Regions from separate parts of the Zea mays genome. Here region 2 is linked to region 1. The links are chromatin contacts, called in public Hi-C maps. All regions are on one chromosome and are shown on one strand. Each heading gives the region's core, a stretch centred on a gene start, on an enhancer-like site or on the middle of the called end of the contact. The rest is flanking DNA. Distances are from core to core; before and after follow the strand shown. Region 1 holds the start of LOC107522107. Region 2 holds the start of LOC103649679 (UDP-glycosyltransferase 73E1).

What was found. A called contact is a pair of places that touch in the nucleus more often than the background predicts.
Region 2: a contact with region 1 is called in a Hi-C map of endosperm, with 2.1 times the contacts expected there. The contact joins the promoter of LOC103649679 here to the promoter of LOC107522107 in region 1. A contact is called at or near these places in 4 of 25 Hi-C or Micro-C datasets (bundle sheath, ear and endosperm).

What each region holds. Positions count from the first base shown.
Region 1 is chr3:10,513,929-10,519,986 of Zm-B73-REFERENCE-NAM-5.0, forward strand. It overlaps LOC107522107, which reads right to left and starts at 3,160. Exons shown (of 4, transcript NM_001322358.1): 1 at 2,685-3,160; 2 at 1,892-2,533; 3 at 1,704-1,780; 4 at 512-1,492. The coding sequence starts at 2,937. The coding sequence ends at 965.
Region 2 is chr3:10,673,015-10,678,633 of Zm-B73-REFERENCE-NAM-5.0, forward strand. LOC103649679 (UDP-glycosyltransferase 73E1) reads right to left here and starts at 2,401. Exons shown (of 2, transcript XM_008675414.3): 1 at 1,822-2,401; 2 at 1-1,045. The coding sequence starts at 2,345. The coding sequence ends at 49.

The DNA.
Region 1 (6,058 bases), core at 1,910-4,409:
GGACTGAAGAGGAATATCCACCAGTGTCGTCACAAAAAAGCACATCATGCAAGCAATGAGGCAAGGCAGCTAAAATTGGCCAATCTCTGCATTATTCAGTTTAGGGGTCCTAAAAGTGCTTACTTTTATTATAGGATAAAAACATATAAGGGTATGTACAACCTAGAGACACTAGAATGGTTTTCTAAATTTAGGAGACAGCTAAGAGACTATATAATACAACCCAAAGATTATGTATCATAAATGTTGTATAGAAAGTTATGAAGAGAGAGACGTCTCTTGATTTTTTTTCACTTAACCCACAAGGACTAGTTTAAGAGCTAAAATACTGGATGGGATTGAGAGGTTAAAATCCTCTTCTCATTGATTTTAGTCCATTCAATCCCTCCGATTTTGTAGCTCGCAAACTTGCCCTAAACACTCATCAAAAGACGTCTTATTTAATAGGGTTGTACGTACCCTAACTATAAAATAATCACAAACTAAACTTGACTTCACATTTCCCAGTGAAATTATCTCTGGACCCAAGGCCGATCCAAGCAAGTTTACATAACTTATCCACCGCAAAAATATTTACTAGTACAGTACACTAGTCCAAAGCGAAAGCGAGAGAGAGAGAAAGGGGGAAAAGATAACCAGAGACCAATACGCCAAGCCCTAAAATAAAAGCGAAGGATAGGCCCTCGCTCTCGCTCACATGTATCACATCACGAATGAGACAATCTCGGACACTCTCACACCGTCCACCGCCTCCACTACTCCACCACATGTTGACTGGAGCGAGCTCAGGCCGGTCGTCGGCATCCGTTCTCCGCGCGGGCGCGAACAAAAATTCACTTTTTTCCCGGTGATGCTACAGCACATGCGCTGCTTAACAACCCGGAGCTAATGGCGATTAACAAGGTAGCTAATGGTAGAGTAGAGTAGAGTAGCAGCATGCGCTAGTTAATTGGTCGATTATTAATTAGTACATGGCGGCGCCGACTCCGGCACCGGCGGCGGCCCCCTCGCCGTCGGCCTTGTTGGCCGTCATGTCGTCGTCGTCGTCTTCGTCATCCTCTTCCCGCTCCTCCACCTCGCCTTCCTCCTCGATGCTCTCCGACCTCTCCCTCCCGCCTCCGCCGCCGATGCTGCCTCCTCCGGCGCTGCCCCGCCCTTCCGATCCGGGAGGCGAGCCCGCCATCGCCGCCGCCTTGCTGTACGCGGCCTGCTGCGGCGGCGGCGGTGCCGCGGCCGCACGGTGCACCATGGCGGCGGCCGCCGGGTGGTGCTGGAGGTGGTGCACCGCGGCGGGGGACGGGTAGTACTCCTGCGCCGCCGCCGCCGTGTAGTGCGGCTGCGTCGCCGGGTGCGCGCCGTAGATGGCCTGCCCCGCCGCCTGCGACGCGTACTCCGGCGGGACCCAGATGCCGCCGAGGACCACCAGCTGCGGCGCGGCGGTCGCCGGTGCGGGCGGCGCCGGCATCGGCCGCCGTGTGTGCAGCCTGTACTTCTGCACGGCCACCACAAACGAGGAGGGTAACAATCAGGGAATGAATAATAATCGCTATAGTTTATACACATACAGTCTTGTCTGTTACTCCAACGCCATCTCTGGAATCATAAATTCATAATGACCAATGATGAATTGCTCGATAGTATGCTACTATACTATGCTGCATCGTGTGCATCGGTGGTGCCGTGCACGGAGAGTTATAATTTACCTGGAGATGGCTTTTCACCTCATCATTGGTCAATCCATCCACCTTCATCAGCTCGCGGATCTGCTTCGGGGTCGCCACTTTTGCAAGCAGGAAACAAGTATTATTTGTCATGATCATGGGACACGCATGCATGCGTTTGGCATTTTGTCTAACATAGCAAAGTGTCTGTGGCATGCCAGTGTCTGTACCTTGAGCGCCGCCGAGGATCTGGAGGGCATTGACGAAGCGGCGGTGCAGCTCCGGCGACCAGCACCGCCGCGCCTTGCGGTGCGTCTGCGGCGGTGCCGCCTGCTGCCCTTCCGGCGCGTTCGGCGCCGGCTTGACGTTGACGACCCCGCTCTGGACGGCGTCTCTCCGCGAGCCCAGGACGCCACCGTTGTTGCTGCCGGCGGCGGCATCAAGGTACGGCTTCCTGTCAGCGTCGGCCGCGTCCTTGTCCGCGGGCGCGAGGGCGAGCTCCGGCAGCGCCGCGCCTTCTGCCGCGGACGCGGTCTTGTCCTTGGCGAACGGGAGGAACGCGCCGCCGCCGCCGCCGCCGTTGCGCTGCCCGTGGCCGGCGCCCGCGGCGCCGTGCGCGCACTCCGCGCTCTCCTTGGGCGTCTGCGGCCCCCTGGCGGCCACGTCCGCCGTTGCCGCGGGCCCGTTCCAGAGCTGCGCCGACTCCATCCAGCTCGCCTTCTCCGACGTCGGGTTCCCCATCTTGTCGGCGGCGGCGTCGATCCCGATGTTCTTGAGCGGCATGAACTCCTCCAGCACCAGCGGCCTCGCCGGCGCGCCCTGCAGGCTCCCCATCTGGTACGCCTCCAGCTGCTGCCGGTACGACTCCATGGCTGCGTGGATGCATGCGCCCACGCTCGATCAGCAACTAACACATTGCGCCACGACACGACACGGCCATGCATGCATGGCATGCATCGATCGATGCATGCGCACACGATCGACGACGACGTAACGTAACGACGTTATACGCTTATTACTCACCGTGGTTGAGGAGCTGCATGCAGAGGGGGAGCTCGCGCTTGAAGGCGTCGATCTTGAGCCGCTCCTCCTCCAGGCGCGCGAGGAACTCCCGGAGCTTCTGCGTCGTCTGCTCCGCCGCCGTCAGATGGTGGTGGTGGTGGTGTCCGTCCACCACGAGCGTCTCCTGCGGCGGCTTCGGGGTCGTCACTGCGTACGCGGCGCCGTTGCCGTTGGGCTTGTAGTCTAGGGTTAGGTCGGACGGCGAAGAAGCCATGCTGCCAAGCTCGATCCGAGGATGTACTAGAATCACTCACTACTGGCGCAAGTATATTTGTCTGTGTTGGAGCTTACACTATTGGCTGTAGCTAGCTGCTACAAGCTTTTACTAGTATAGTACTTCTCAGATAATATGATCAACTGTACTGCTGTGTGCTAGAGAGAGAGAGAGAGAGGAGGAGGAGGCGGAGGAGGTGTAGGGGAATGTGGATGTGTGTGTGTGTGTGTGTTTGATGAGGGATCAGAGGGGGAATCGGCTTCTTTTTAAGGGTGAGTTCTGGGATGGGAGGGAGGATAAAGGTGGATTTAGAGAGGGGAAGGGGACGAAAGGAAAAGCCAAGTGTGTGTGATCTTGCGAGCTAGGACTAGGAGTAGCCACAGCAGGAGCAGGCAGCAGCACAGGCACAGGGGGGGGGGGGGGGGGGGGGGGACGAGGCGGGAAAAAGCAAAGGCATGGTAACTTCTTGCAAAGATCAAAGGCATCTGCATGCAAAAGCTTCTGCATATGCAGGAGGTTTCATGCATCATGTACATACAAGGGAATCAAAAAAACTTATCCCCGTCCGGTTGTCCTCGCAGGACAACACAACGACCACACAACGAACACAACGGGATGAGCTAGGCCATTTGCATTGGTTCTCTCTCTCTCTCTCTCTCATCTCTAGCTAGCTTGTGTAGTGTAGCCGCCAGTTTTCCCTGATGATCACCTGTGTGTCAGTGTGTGCTTCTGGTAGATCAAACTCTGCACTCTGTCATTCAGAGTTCTAGGTGCGTTCACCTTAGCATGCATGCATGAAAAATTGGAACTTTTACATGCATGGCCAGATCTTCTTGTCGCAATGGGCACCTGCTGCACATGTATATATGTGCAATTTTAACCTAGCTAGCTACCCTATAGCTAGCTAGGCTGGGAAATCTTTTACACGGATGCTCATTTTGTGATAAGTTTACTTTGCAAAGGTTTTTTTTTTACACAACCAGCAGAATCTACCCGCGTGCTTGCATTTGTGCCCACCCACGGGAGAGCGAGCGAAGAGAAAGCTTATTAGCAACAAGCTGTGTGCGTTGTTGTTTGATTCAAAGGAATTAAAGCTAGATGAGCTGCCCAAAGCAGTCCAAAGAGAACCTTGCAAGTCCAAGGGAGAACCCAACTAGGTGTCTTGGAGAATATTTACCTTTTACCTAATTTCCATCTCAAAACGCAGGGATAATCACCAGATATACCTACCTGATGAGAATCACATCTCGCGCCTCCAGCTCCCAACTTGCATTATATTTATATTACAAAAACCAAAACAAACGTATACAAAAATCCATCAATGGCTAAGTTATTATATATCGTACGTAGATGCTCAAACGTTGTCAACTTTTGTTTTTGGGGGGGGCGCGGGGCTTCTAATGGATGATTCCTGCAGGATTAATCAAAGGAGAGATGGCAAAGCAGGTAAAGCAGCATATACCACACATAATTCAAGCCCCCCCAAAGATATGAAAGGATTCCTCCATCTTTGCTTTGAAAAGGGCGGTGCATCCCTTCACACACAAGCTCTTCTTCTTCTTGGCTAGCTGTGGGAATAACACACATGTATGCTTGCTCCAATCCCTGTGTGTGAAAGAAGAGAAGTACCGCCGGCTCACTTTGCATTCGCAGGGAATATATTAGCATGGCTCAAGCAAGGAATATCTTAGGCTTTGGGGGATACCAAGCACGCATAAAGGAGGACACAAAGGAAATGCATGGTGTGCTAGAGAGAGAGAGAGAGATAGAGTGAGAATCTCCCCTACTGTGCTGCTGCTACTCTTGGCTTTTTAGGAAGTGGTAAGGAAGGTAAGAAGATTCTCTCTATATACACTAGAGAGAGAAAGGACTGGAAGAAGATAGAGAGAGAGAGAGAACAGTGCAGGTATGTCATGGGTGTTGCTATACTGGGGGTAGAGAGAGAAGGCCAGGGAGAAAGGGTGTGTATGTGTGTATTGGTGCATCGAATTCCCTGTGCAATAATTTGGGTTGGTCGCTTTCTTGGGGCAGTCTTCAGGTACAAGACTCCAATCCCTACCTTTCCTCTCGATTCTCTCCTTTCTCTCCCCTCCCTACGCGAACAATCAGTTTGATACTACGTACGTACTTTGATGCTCTACATGTGCATGCATGTATATATGTACGTACTTTGAAACATATATGATATAGTATATAGCTATATTTTATTTAGTTTTCATAATATATAGCTTATATGTAGATTTAAGAAATATTTTAGTTTATTATCGTAACCATATCTGAAACCATATTTTTGCACTACTAAACTAGCAATACAAAGTTGTCATCTTTAAAGGTGGCTTTGTATTTTTAAAAATAAATTATATAATTTAGAATCCATAACTAATAGATTTTTAAATCATAAAAATATGAAACCAACTCCAAATTATTCGTAAAAATGATATATTGGTGCTCTTTGTGAAGTTATTTATGCTACCATTCCTAGTGTTTATTGATCATAGCATGTCTCTACTATATAACGCACTTGTTTATGTGTTTCCACGGACGTCATGCGTTAGCATTCCCCTTTTCAATAGGGACATGATATTGGAAGCCCAGAGCTTCTAATAGTTACAGGAAGCCCCAGCCAATACACGCTTCGAGTTCGCACCAATTTCGGTTTGAGGTGGTGCCACTAAATCTAAAGGTATCATTAGACTAGGGCTTCCTTTAGTTATTAGAAGCACAGAAATCACGATATACCGTCTCCCTATATATATGGGGGTGAAGGCAGGATTTGGGGATAGGGGGTGTCAGGGATATGATCTCGGTCCCTAGGGTCCACCGGTCAGCGAGCACATCGGGGAAAAGGCCTTCGACAACTAAGGCCCAATGATCAGTTAGAGGAGACAGGTAATGTCGACCTTAGAAGAACCCGCCCTTGGACAAACCTCGCGGCACCAAACCTGAGGTCAGGCATGGCAGAACCGGACAGGTGGGTCAGACGTGTCAAAGGGAAACCATTCGAGTGGATCCCACACCTGGCCCGAGACCGATCCGTCATGACCGGCTGCGATAAATTGTGCCTGGCGCCGAGCCACAGCAGAGGCGTCGGTCTACCTCCCACTCACGACATACGAACCTG
Region 2 (5,619 bases), core at 1,151-3,650, 160 kb after region 1:
TTTGCCTCCAGAGAGGGGGGAGGGAGCTTAATCCCTTCTCTATGCTAGCTAGGTAGATACATTTGCCCGGTTTCCCATTTCATGAATCAATAGATTTATATTATTATACGAAGAACCTCCCTCTACCAAAGCCTTCCTTGCCTTAACACCAAATTCTCTTGCTCTCATCCTCATCTCCTCTGCAGCCTCACCTTCATCCATCAACCTGGACACAGCTGCCTCCACATCATCCTTTGTCACTGTAACCTCCTCTTGTTCATGCCCCCATTGTGTCACCCCTTTGACTCCAACCTCCACCCCAGTTTTCAGCACGTCCACCACCAGCCTCTCGTTCACAAACTGCTCTGCAAAGTGTGGCCATGTGATCATGGGCACGCCTGCACAGACTCCCTCTAATGTCGAGTTCCACCCACAGTGTGTCATGAAACCTCCAACAGATCTATGCCACAGGATCATAACCTGCGGCGCCCAGCCCCTTATGATCAAGCCTCTGTCCTTCACCCGTTCTTCGAACCCGTCCGCGAGCCATCCCTCAACTTCTGGAAACTTATCTCCTGCTTTGATCACCCAGATGAACGCCCTGTTGGAAGATTCCAGCCCTAGTCCCAGCTCAACGAGCTGCTGAGGCGCGGTGCGGGCCATACTGCCGAAGCTTACAAAGATCACCGAGCCCGGATCCATGGAATCGAGCCATTGCAGGCACTGCGCCTCATCCATTGAGGCCTTGTTTCCTCTCGCCGCCATCGTGTTGCTGTCCTGGTTGCACAGACACATTGGTCCCACTGTCCAGACCTTCTTCCCTGTAACCTGCTCGAAGGACTCGATGTACAAGGCCTCCAGCTCTTGGAAGCTGTTTATGACAACACCACTGGATCTCATCTCCTCCTCATACATCTTCTTACGGATCTGATCCAGACCGGGAACAGATACACTTCCAGGGCATCTTGCTTTCGTCAGCTCAAGCGGCGTTGGGAATCCTGGGAAACTGACGAGCTCATTCTCATCTTCGACGTGTTCCAGCAAGTTGTCGCGGACCATGATGTACCTGCAAAATATAATTGTATCGTATTTAATAATCGCATTATGCTGCAAACTTGTTTCCTGTCACTGCCAGTTAGTCAACATGTTACTGTTGGATTTCTTCCACTATTGGCTGGAGCGTAAACTAAATTACTGTTGCTAATTAAGGGCCTGTTTGCATACCCTCTACCTAAAGTTTAGAGGCAGAGCTCTAAATTAAAGCTTTAGAGCTTAAAAGTAAGCTAAAGTGATCTAAAGCTTTTAGAGCTGAGCTCTGAAGTTTTAGAGAAGCAAGTTCTAATTAGTATTATGATTAATATATATATTTTTCCTTACGTTACACTTATAAACACCGTTTCTGAGTTGTATTTGTAGTGCTCAGATGAATACTTTCCTCTATATACATAATTGTCATTCACCATTTTTATTTCCAACTAAAATCAGTTTTTAGTGTAAAAAGCGAGTCCCACCGGATGCTTTGATTATTTCTGCTTTTATGCTACTGCAGCTTCAGAACTTTGAATCGAGAATTGGGAGGAAAAAAAATCCCCGTTGTATGACTGTTAGGCTAGCTCCAGCATCCTCGTACCCATATTTGAATTCTACTATACGAACAATACAACCTATAATGTAAAATAATGTTTTAGGTAATAATATGGATGGATTATTAGGCACAGGCTTATAAGCGGATACAAACAAGACCTTTTTTCTTATATGAAGGAACGTATGCTACTTTTTACACCAGTTTTAGGACGACCAAAGACATTTTTAGTGATAATAAAACATGATATATCAAAATACCTGGCAAGGGACGCGAAGCCGCAGAAGCCATTGAACGTCAGCCTGGGGACACCAAACTCCCTCGCGATGTCACCTGTCCACCAGTGGCTCATGTCCGATACGACGCAGCTCGGAGGTTGTTCTTGCTCTCTGAGGTACGCAGCGAGTGGCTCCCGCAGCGCCGCGCAGGCGTCCATGAAGTTCTTGAACAGGTCTCTGGACTGGAGCATGTCGGCGTTCTCGCACCCCTCGGGCAGGCCGAACTCGGCGGCGGGGAAGCGGAGCCTGACGAACCGGATCGCGAGGCCCGCCGCCGCCGCGTGGTCGATGAGCCCCGCGATCCTAGAGGCGTTCAGCGGCGTGGTGACGAAGCTGACCCGCGCGCCGTGCCTGGCCAGCAGGCACGCCATGTCGGTCATCGGGATGGTGTGGCCCTGCGCCATCAGTGGGACCAGCACGAAGTGTGCCTTCCTTTCGGAGGCGTCCTCCAGGTCGTGGGCGAGCGCGAGTGCTGCTTGGGTGGCAGAGGCCGCCGCCGCCGCCATGGCTGTGTGGCTAGCTGTGAGGTGGAAGTCGTACTGCTGTTTGCACTGGAGGAGATGGCAGCTGAGGTGGATATGTATAGTGTCTCTTCTCTTCCTCGTGCTACGAAAGCGATGTGGGCAGGGCTTGGTGACGCATGTTCACACGTCATGTTATCAGGGAGGAAAGAGGCCGGCAGCTAAAACAAATTGCAGATTGCGGCAGCTTAGATGGCGCACGTTGACACGTCAATCAGAGTCGTGGATTGGAGCAGCTGTTCGACTGCAATAGTACAGATAGCTCGGACCTGTATCGTCACTGCCTAACATGCCCGGGATTCTTGACAATCCTGTGACTAAAATGGGTAAGCAAATAGGTTATCCACTAGAAGTTTAGGCTATGTTGCACTCGAGTCTTTATACTGTCGGCTGCTCGCTTCTGCTGCAGCAGCTGCTCCACAAATACAGATTTGCTCTGGAGCCTTTTGATCTTGCTGGTGATGCTTGCGTTGCTCGTTGTATCATTTTCTGCATAAAGGAAGTGTGTCCGAGTGCCGGTTCTTCTCAGGCGGATCTCATCTATTTGGAAAACTGGTCGTGGATCCCCCCCTTGGGCCCCTTTTATTTTTGGCAAGATGTACTTGGCAATCTTGCATGCGCGCGCAGTACTTCCGACCAAGGAAACACCATTAGTCATTGTCATCTGCCATGTGTACTAGCTCCGTTTTCATTTATTTGACGCCATATAGTTTAAAATTTGTGCTGGATAAAAACGGACTGAGGGAGTATAAGCTTCCATGATATCCTTGTACCTGCTTCTTTCAGGTGTGTGTGTGTGGGTCAGGGACTCAGGGTTCACGATTTCGTTTTCACTGTTCTGAATTTTTTTTTTGAAAAAGGACACGGCAAGAGCATTGCCATGGCCAAAAATTTATTAGAAAGGGACACTTACAAACACTGGAAAGGAAAAGAAAAAACAACACTAGGGTAGAGGGGGGCAAAGAAAAGAAAAGAAGCACTAGCAAAACAGCCCACTAGAAACCCAGCACGCCACACACACAAAACGCTAAAATTAACTAGAAGCTCTTTGCGGGTTGAAATCTTCTTTGACGAAGTTGGCCACTTCTCGCTCGCTCTTCTCAAGACCATGAAAGATTCTTCGATTTCTTTCTTTCCAAATCTCCCACCAAAAGTAAATACAGAGACCATCGAATTCCTTGCGAGCAGTTTTCTCTACTTTTAGTCTGCACTTCCTCCACCATCCATAGATCGACGAGCACTGGTCCAACTTTGGCAGAGAGGAGAGGTTATACCACGAGCTGAGCCAACTCCAACACGATTTTGTGAATATGCAATCTTTTGCTAGATGGCCCACCGTCTCCGGTTCGCGCTTACAAAGCTTGCAGATAGGATCATTATTCCAACCTCGCTTCTGAAGATTATTGGCCGTTAGAATTTTGTTATGGAGGAGGGTCCATGCAAAGAACCGACATTTAGGCTCTGTCTTCGCCTTCCAAACTGGAGAAAGTTTGAGCTTGGCAAAACTCCCGTGGAACTGAGCCAGGTAAGCACTCTTGGTAGAGTATTCGCCATCTGATGTCCAGCGCCATCTGATTTTGTCTACTTCCTCAATATTTATATGGACTTCATGGATGGCTTCCCAAAGTCTCACAAATTCAATTATTTCAGTTTCCCCAGAAACCGGAGAAATAAGAGAAATCCATGTATTGTTGAGCAGGGCCTTATGTACCTTAATGTTTTTGCGCTTTGCCTTAATGAAGAGATTGGGGGCAATGAGACGCGCCGCCATGCCATTAATCCAATTGGAGAACCAGAAAGAAGCAAGGGTCCCATTGCCAACTGTCACCGAAGTTGAAGCATGAAAAAAGTCTCTATCTTCTTTGGTACATGGGGTGTCAAGCCCCGTCCAGGCCCTGTCCCGGTCTCTCCATTGGAACCACATCCAACGGATTCGAAGAGCTCGAGCAAAGCGTTCCAGGTCTACCACTCCAAGACCACCAAGATTTTTTGGGCGTGAAACCGTTGGCCAGTTCACAAGGCAATACTTCTGGTTCCTCGCCTTTCCAAAGAAACCCTCGTCTAATTTTGTCAATTTGCTTCAGTAACCATCTCTGGGCTGGAAATACCGTTAGGTGGTAGATTGGTTGAGAGGACAGAACTGTGTTAACGAGAGTCAATCTACCCGCTTTGGAGAGCAATTTTCCTTTCCATCTTGGAAGCCTTGCACGAATTTTGTCAACCAGAGGCTGCATCTCAATTCTTCTAAGTTTTCTAGTGTGAAGGGGCAGACCAAGATATTTTCCAGGGAAAGAGGCAATCTTTCCAGGGAAGCAGTGAAGCAGTGCCTCAACTACACCAGGATGACACCGAATAGGGTACAACTCTGTTTTACTCATATTAAACTTGAGACCAGAACAATCACTAAAGGTCTGGAGGATGCGCCTTAAAGCATACAGGTCAGAAGCCGACGGCTTTGCAAATAGTCCAGCGTCGTCAGCATAGAGTGAGCAGTGCAAAGTAGCCGGCTTAGGAAGGGCATGAGAGAGGACGCTCGAGTGAATAGCACGCTCTATAATTCTCTGAAGTGGATCGATAGCCAAGATGAACAACATCGGAGATAGAGGATCTCCTTGACGAAGGCCACGCTTATGAATGATTTTTCTTCCTAGTCTGCCATTCATGAAGATACGCGACGAAGAGGAAGCAAGGATAGCTGAAATCCAATTTCTCCATTTTCTACCGAAACCAAAAGCTTCCAGCACCTCCAAAAGATATGCCCAGCTAACAGAGTCAAAAGCTTTTGCTATGTCCAACTTGATGAAGAGAGATGGATTCTTGGATTTGTGCAGCTTCTGGATTACTCTTTGGACATATAAAAAATTGTCATGAATGCACCTTCCCTTGATAAAGGCATTTTGTGAGCGAGATACTAGTTGTCCCAGTTTTGGAGCCAATCTCTCAGCCAGTACCTTTGTGATTATTTTTGCTAGGCTATTGATCAAGCTGATCGGTCGAAAGTCCGTAAGGTGCAAAGCATTCTCTTTTTTTGGGAGGAGCACAATATTGGCCTCGTTCGCTAGGTGCAGCTTGTTAGTGCGTAAATTGTAAAACCCACAAAGCGCCTCGGACAAATCGCTTCTTACAATGTCCCAACATTTCTTATAAAACAGCCCAATGAAACCGTCTGGGCCCGGAGCGCGTTGCGAAGGCATGAGATGAATAATCCTCTTAATTTCGTTTTCTGAAAAAGGAGCTTCGAGGTCTGAAAGGTCAGTTT